2 separate regions of the Hordeum vulgare genome follow, and region 1 is linked to region 2. Evidence: chromatin contacts called from public Hi-C data. All regions are on one chromosome and are shown on one strand. Each heading gives the region's core, a stretch centred on a gene start, on an enhancer-like site or on the middle of the called end of the contact. The rest is flanking DNA. Distances are from core to core; before and after follow the strand shown.

What was found. A called contact is a pair of places that touch in the nucleus more often than the background predicts.
Region 1: a Hi-C map of seedling shows a contact between it and region 2, with 2.7 times the contacts expected there. The contact joins the promoter of LOC123401208 here to the promoter of LOC123405934 in region 2. A contact is called at or near these places in 2 of 6 Hi-C or Micro-C datasets (leaf and seedling).

Annotation. Positions count from the first base shown.
Region 1 is chr6H:535,128,896-535,132,105 of MorexV3_pseudomolecules_assembly, reverse strand. LOC123401208 (probable E3 ubiquitin-protein ligase XBOS32) reads right to left here and starts at 1,958. Exons shown (of 10, transcript XM_045094943.1): 1 at 1,261-1,958; 2 at 1,099-1,158; 3 at 918-989; 4 at 660-835; 5 at 417-577; 6 at 268-326; 7 at 133-179; 8 at 1-46. The coding sequence starts at 1,455.
Region 2 is chr6H:534,914,202-534,917,644 of MorexV3_pseudomolecules_assembly, reverse strand. It overlaps LOC123405934 (protein RFT1 homolog), which reads left to right and starts at 1,875. Exons shown (of 15, transcript XM_045099446.1): 1 at 1,875-2,145; 2 at 2,606-2,806; 3 at 2,898-2,977. The coding sequence starts at 2,695.

The DNA of each region.
Region 1 (3,210 bases), core at 709-3,208, 210 kb before region 2:
GATAGAGTTTCTATGCCATGAATGAGCTACCATTAACGGGGTCGAGCTGCATAAGGCAAATGAACAACCAAATTATAACGAGGACGAAAACAATGACAGTTCTTTGTAGGTATCAGGAATTCGAAATCATACCCACTGGCATTTTTGGCAGCAAGGTTGGCTCCTCGAGCAATAAGAAGCTGCATTCAACAATGTATGGTTAGCGGATGTTGAGAAAATGGCCATACATTTAAACAGCAAAATTGCCTTCAGATTAGCAGAACATACTTGACAACATACAGCATTTCCACCACAAGCAGCATAATGAAGTGGGGTGCTACCTGATCCTGTCAGATGAAAGCAAAGGAACTTATAAGTTATAACACCATCATATCTGCATCAAAGCATAAAGCTGAAAAAAAACAGTTGCAAAATACCTAGAAGGTCGATAGTTGTTCCATCTTCAATGGTGACCTCAGAAACTGACGCTCCCAGGTCCAACAACAACTGTACACACTCTACATGGCCGTTTAACGCTGCCATATGAAGTGGGGTTAGGCCTCCATCTGCCTTCCAGTTTACCATCTTGACCAAACCACTGCCAAGACAGGCATATCACTACAAGATTCGTTTATAAGAAATACTCCTAAAATGAGAAACAAGCAATGGACCCAACATACTCATCATCAAAATCAGCATCTGAAACTTCTTCAGACGATCTGTGCTTCGTCTGGTTTAAGAAGTTTGGGATGCTTGGCACATAATCTGCAAGCACAAGACGAAGGCACCGGGCATGACCATGCAGTGCAGCAAAATGGATAGCAGTCCCGCCATTCAAATAATCTGTCCTGTGGATCTGAAAGACATTTCGCCGCCTCAGGACTACATATCCAAGCAGTAAAAAGAATCGGAGTGAACAATCAAAGCAAAATGCTCACATTTGCATTGAAGAGCATCAGTGTCTGAACAACCTCCCAGTGGCCATATTGGCAGGCTTGCATTAGAGCAGTCTACACATAATCAGAAACATACAGGCCTCAGTACAGGTTACCGACCGACTTCATCTCTGATGTCGAACTGAAAATTACAAATATGCAGCATAGCAGAGATTGAGTTTACCTGCCCCCTATAATTCCTGAGGTTGATCTCCACACCGGATTCGAGCAACAGAGAAACAATCTAGACATGGCACCAACAACATTCAAATGTGAGTGCAGTTCCTTTGCCCAACCAATACAAATGTCAACATTTTAGCCGGTCTGGGAGACAAAATGGCATTACCTCATGGTGACCCTGCGCCGCGGCGTAGTGCAGGGGCGAGTTGCGGCCGCCGAATGTGGAGTAGCGAGCGAGCCGGGGGTTGTACTCGAGGAGCGCGCGCGCCTCCTGCAGGTCGCCGTCCCGGGCAGCGGAGACGAGGCGCTCGCCGGAGGCCGAGCACCCGAAGGAGTTGCCCACCAGGCTGAGGAACCCCATGGATGCCCAAAGACGACGCCTTCACGGCACAACACCCTCCCTCCCTCGAGCCCACGGGGAGAACCCGTATCAAATGCCCCGGAATTCCTCAGAAATTAGGGGGGCACCGTTGGGGAAAGACGGCAAGAACCCGCCGTCCCCAAGAACCGCCGGGGTCGCTGGTCCCGATCGAGGCGAGCGGGACCGAGACCGGCAATTCCCCTCCGAATCAGCCCCGAATCCCGGCAAGAAAAGCAAGGGGCCGGAGGGGGGATCACAGGCGCCCGCCGCCTCGAATCCTCCGAGCTCCCGCCCGCCCGCGATTCCAGCGACGGGGGGGATGGCAGGATGTGGGGAATCTCGGGCGGGCGATTTGCACGAACGCGGGCTCGCAATTCGGCGAGGGCGAGGCAGGTGGACGGAATAAATGATGATCTGATGGAGACGGCGACGTCGAGATGGAGATGCAGAGGGTGGTGGTGGTGGCGGTGGCAGAGAAATCTCCACGGCACGTCCCTCTCCGGCGTAGTACAAAAACTTTATATCGGTTTTGGAAAAACGGAACAGCAACCAATCAACGGGCGATAATGACTTGGATTTAAATCACCAGATGGCGACTCTAACTTCTAAACAAAAAGGATAAGACATGGCTAGGGAGGTGTCAATGCTTTTGCTTTACCTTTTCCAACCTGCAAGATGGATAGTTGTTGGTGACAAAGCTCACATCTGGTGTATCCCCTGTTGTTTACTTGTGTTTATCCATCATGGATTTGCTTTTCTTTGGTTTTTGGGAGAGATGCGTTTGCGAGTATTAGATAATCGCCCCCTTGTAATTTATAGACGCGGTCCGCGGTAGCCTCCCGCCCTGTTGATTGGCTGTAAATAATAATTACCGATAACGCTAGCTTGATCAAGGACAGAGGGAGAAGGCCACGTCAGGGTGGTTTATTTGCTACGAGGTATATCTCATTGTATTTTAGAATGCAATTAATGTCAACCTCGCGTGCAATAGATTGCAAATAAGGCGTATCGGTAACGCTACGTCAACCAATGACCGAAAGAGAAGACCGCGTCGGTGTGGTTATTTGGTACTAAATATACCCCCACCAAATTTTGGAATACAATCAATGTCAACGCCATGCATGACACATCAATGAATCACAACGTGGCGGTGCCGACACCGCGACAAGACCCGCATAGGTGATCTCGACGGAGTGGTTGCGATCGTGGAGCACAGTCATCTCCAGCACAAGAGTGGCGACACTACTTTAAAACACGGTTGACGCCTACCTTGCACACTATTGAATTGCAAAGTAGAAGTGTCAGCTAGAAACCGAGAGAGAAGACCTCATCGACGTGTTTATTTGTTAGTAGTTGTTAGCCACTGTCATTTTGACGTTCGGGGAAACTCCTATACAAGTGTGGTTATGGATGCAAGCTCCACAACAATGGCGGATGTGTGTGCCATTCCACTTCCTAAAGACATAGTAGAGGAACTTCACTCGTATCCTTGTTGTGATTCACTCTCCTCAATGACGGTGTTGATGGGGGATGGGCGGCGCCACCGCCAGGGATCGTAGAGCTGTCATTTTCCATGCCTCGTTGTTCATATGTGGACTTTGACATTGGCTCTTTGTTTTTCTAGCCAAGCTCATATGTGCCCGGTGGTTTTGGGTGATGGCAATGTAGCGAGTTTCGTGCTCTTGGGGCAGTCTCGGTTGATCCACACCCTTTGGAGGCATGGATATCCAAACCTTAGTTTGCAAAGTGCTCCAC
Region 2 (3,443 bases), core at 626-3,125:
GAATGAACATAAAATGAATCAATATATCTATTGGTTGCCAATATGATCCCACATGTGTTCAACCAAGTCATTTTGAAGATCCAAATGAGTGTGCCAGTCACGCAGCTCACGATGAAACTGGACAGATTGTTAAAACGTGTCAGGTTCTTGGTGCAGGGGCTCAACATTTCCACCTTGATAATCAAATCCTTGGTCGAAGATACTGTCATCACGCTCGTCCTCGACGATCATGTTGTGCATGATCACACAAGCAGTCATCAACTCCCAAAGCTTCCTTTCATCCCATGACAGTGCACGGTTTCGAATGATACCTCATCAGAATTGAAGCACACCAAAAGCACATTCCACATCCTTTCTAGCACTCTCTTGCATTTTGGCAAATTTCTTTCCCTTCTCACCTTGGGGGTTCGAGATTGTCTTCACAAAAGTTGAGCACTGAGGATATATACCATCAGCTAGATAATATCCCTTGTTGTACTGGTGGCCGTTGATCTCAAAGTTGACAGGTGGGAAGTGGCCTTCTGCAAGCCTTGCGAAGACTGGAGAACGCTGCAACACGTTGATATCATTGTAAGAACCTGCCATGCCGAAGAAAGAATGCCATATCCAAAGATCTTGCGAAGCCACCGCTTCCAATATGGCAGTGCACGCTTTGACATGCCTCTTGTACTGGCCCTGCCAAGCAAATGAACAGTTCTTCCACTCTCAGTGCATACAATCTATGTTGCCAAGCATGCCTGGAAAGTCTCTAGCTGCGTTGTTCACCAACAATCTCTCTGTATCAGCGGCAGTTGGTTGCCTCAAGTACTCAGGGCCAAACACCTCGATCACAGCCTGACAGAACTTGTACATTGACATCAGACATGTTGTCTCACTCATATGCACATACCCATCCACCAGATCGCATGGAATTCCATATGCAAGCATGCGGATGGCCGTAGTGCATTTCTGGTAAGAGGACAATCCTAGCTTGACAAGGGCATCCGTCTTGCACTCGAAGTATGGGTCATGAGCAACCACTCCCTCTCGGATACGATTGAACACATGCCTTGTCATACGAAAACGACGACGAAATTTATCCGGCTTAAAGAGCGGGGTGTTCACAAAGTAATCGACACAGAGTAGGGCCTGGCCTCTCTCCTTGTCGCGGTTCAGGTTGGGAGCATGGCCAGAGAGTAACCCCCTGTACCGAAGAAGATGTTGTTGAATGTGGTCGTGAACCACCAGTGCATCCACCACAAGATCTTCATCATTCGACGACAAATCGTCCGATGAACAAATGAAGCGGTGGAAGAAAAACTCATCACCACTATCCATACCTTTGCGTGCAAAGTGTCGAACACCTTGCGGTCGTGGTGACAAAAAGACCGCGATGATCACCTCGATGCAGGGGTGGTTGGCGGCCGGCTACTGGCCGTTCTGGAGTACTCGTCGAAAGCTGCCGTGGCCGTCGTGGTACATCGCCTGCGGTCGTATCCATCATGCCGCCGACTACTACGACGACGACCAAACCTCCTTGGATCGACGCTAAACTACGGTGAAAGCGCGGACGTGGTGGCGGCCATGTCGAGACGTGGTTTGCTATGGACGGCTGGGGGCTGAGGTGGCCGGAGAATAGCGGCGGCACCGTCGGCGGGGCGGGGCGGGAGAGGGGGTGGAGGCGTTGGAATCGAATGAGAATATTTGTGTCCCCGACACGCGGGACACGGGCGGACAAGGCGTGCGGCGAGCGCGTCCGCGCGATGTCCGTTTCCCCCAAACTCGACGCAAGTTTGGGTCGGGATGGGTCGAAAACGGATGAAATCCGAAAATTTGTTCGTTTGGGTCCGCAATATTCGTTCTAAACAGACGCAACCGGACGAGATGATGGGGTCGCACGGTCGAGTTGGCCTCGGCCCAAAATATCCCCTCGCGCCCACACTCGCCGCTGCTCGACTCCGAGCGCAAGGGTTCGCAGGCGCCAGCCGGTCCGTCCCCTACGCCGCCGCCCCGCCCCGCCCCGCCCCGCCCGCAGGTAGCTCGAGCCATCACCTCCGCGCCCGGCCGCCCCGTCCCGTCCGCCGCCAGCTCGAGCTCGAGCAGTCAACTCCGCGCCCGGCCGCCCCGTCTCCGTCTCGTCCGCCTCAGCTTGGCTCGCCATTGCTGGTGAGATCCTCTTGCCCCCTCCCTCTCCGTCTTCTCCTCTGCCCCTGAAGCTCAAGGTGTGTTTGGTTGCCTGTGCGGCCTCCTCAGCCTGGCCCAACCGATGCAGGCTGGGGGGCTCGCACCCGCAGCCGCAACTCCCGTCTCGTATCTGCTTTTCCTCGTCCCCTCTCTCTCTCCCACGCAACAGATTGGATCGAGTAACCCATCGCCGCCGCCGCAGCCCGAGCTCCCTCGTCCACCATCAACCCGGGCTCCCCGGTCGGCGCTCCTCCACGCCCGCGTCGGGCGCTCGCTCGCCGCCGCATCATCCAGTACCCAGTTTCAGTAAATCGCTTTAAAGTGTTAGCAATTCAGTACCCAGTTTCATCCTAGGGCATTACAGACATTTCAGCACATAAATCATACAACGATCACAGACTGGAATCTCATGAAAGAATTTAACGGGTGATTCTGTGGATAGGTGATTCTGGAGGATCGTGAGCTGAAAAGAACTGGGCCGTGCTAGGCAGCACCCCACACCCCCGCTGGACTCTTCGCCCTCGCGCCACGATGGCGATGGGCATGGCGTTGCTCGCAGGCGCCGTGGGGACTGCTGGAGCTGTGTCCCCCCAGCCTGACTCCGACGCAGGAGCTGTGATGGCTGTATTCAAGTACAACTTTGGTGTGCCTCTCTCGCCTCCCTTTCCTTCGTAGGTTACTTATGCCAAGTGCTTGGTTTTGGTGGATCTAAAGCTCAGTGTTCGTGTGTGCAGCGGCGCAGTTCCTTTCGAGGGTCATCCCCTTCTTGTACAACGGCTGGTTCGTGCGCCAGCTCAGTGCCGACGACTGCGCGGTGCGGATCTCCCCTGCCCCTTCCTCTCTTCCTTCTCAGTTCAGTGCATCGAGCAATCGATTTGCTGATTTCATTCCTTGATGACATTTGGTGCTTTGAAGTTGAAATGCAGTGTAAAGCTTAGCATTAGTGCACATTCCATGTGAGTTCTAGTCTTTATTGTGGTTAAGTATGATCTTGTCCTGCAGTTTTTGATCTGTCCATGACATGGTTGGGATTGAAACTCTGGGACTGGAAAATTTGGATGTCTTTCCTAAAGTGGATGCGTGGGATGGGATCTGTGTGCAGTCAAGTTCTAGTTCTAGTTGCAGTGTTTGTTTGTTTCTTTGTGACCCCAACCGTGCTCTTCGAGCTACTACAGAAGAAAAACGATGCATCTGGTTGATCGCATACTGTAATAATCATAGTAGTTGCCTTCAGTTATCTGAGTCGTTCATGTATGTGCATTGTAATGTCTCCCTTGCTA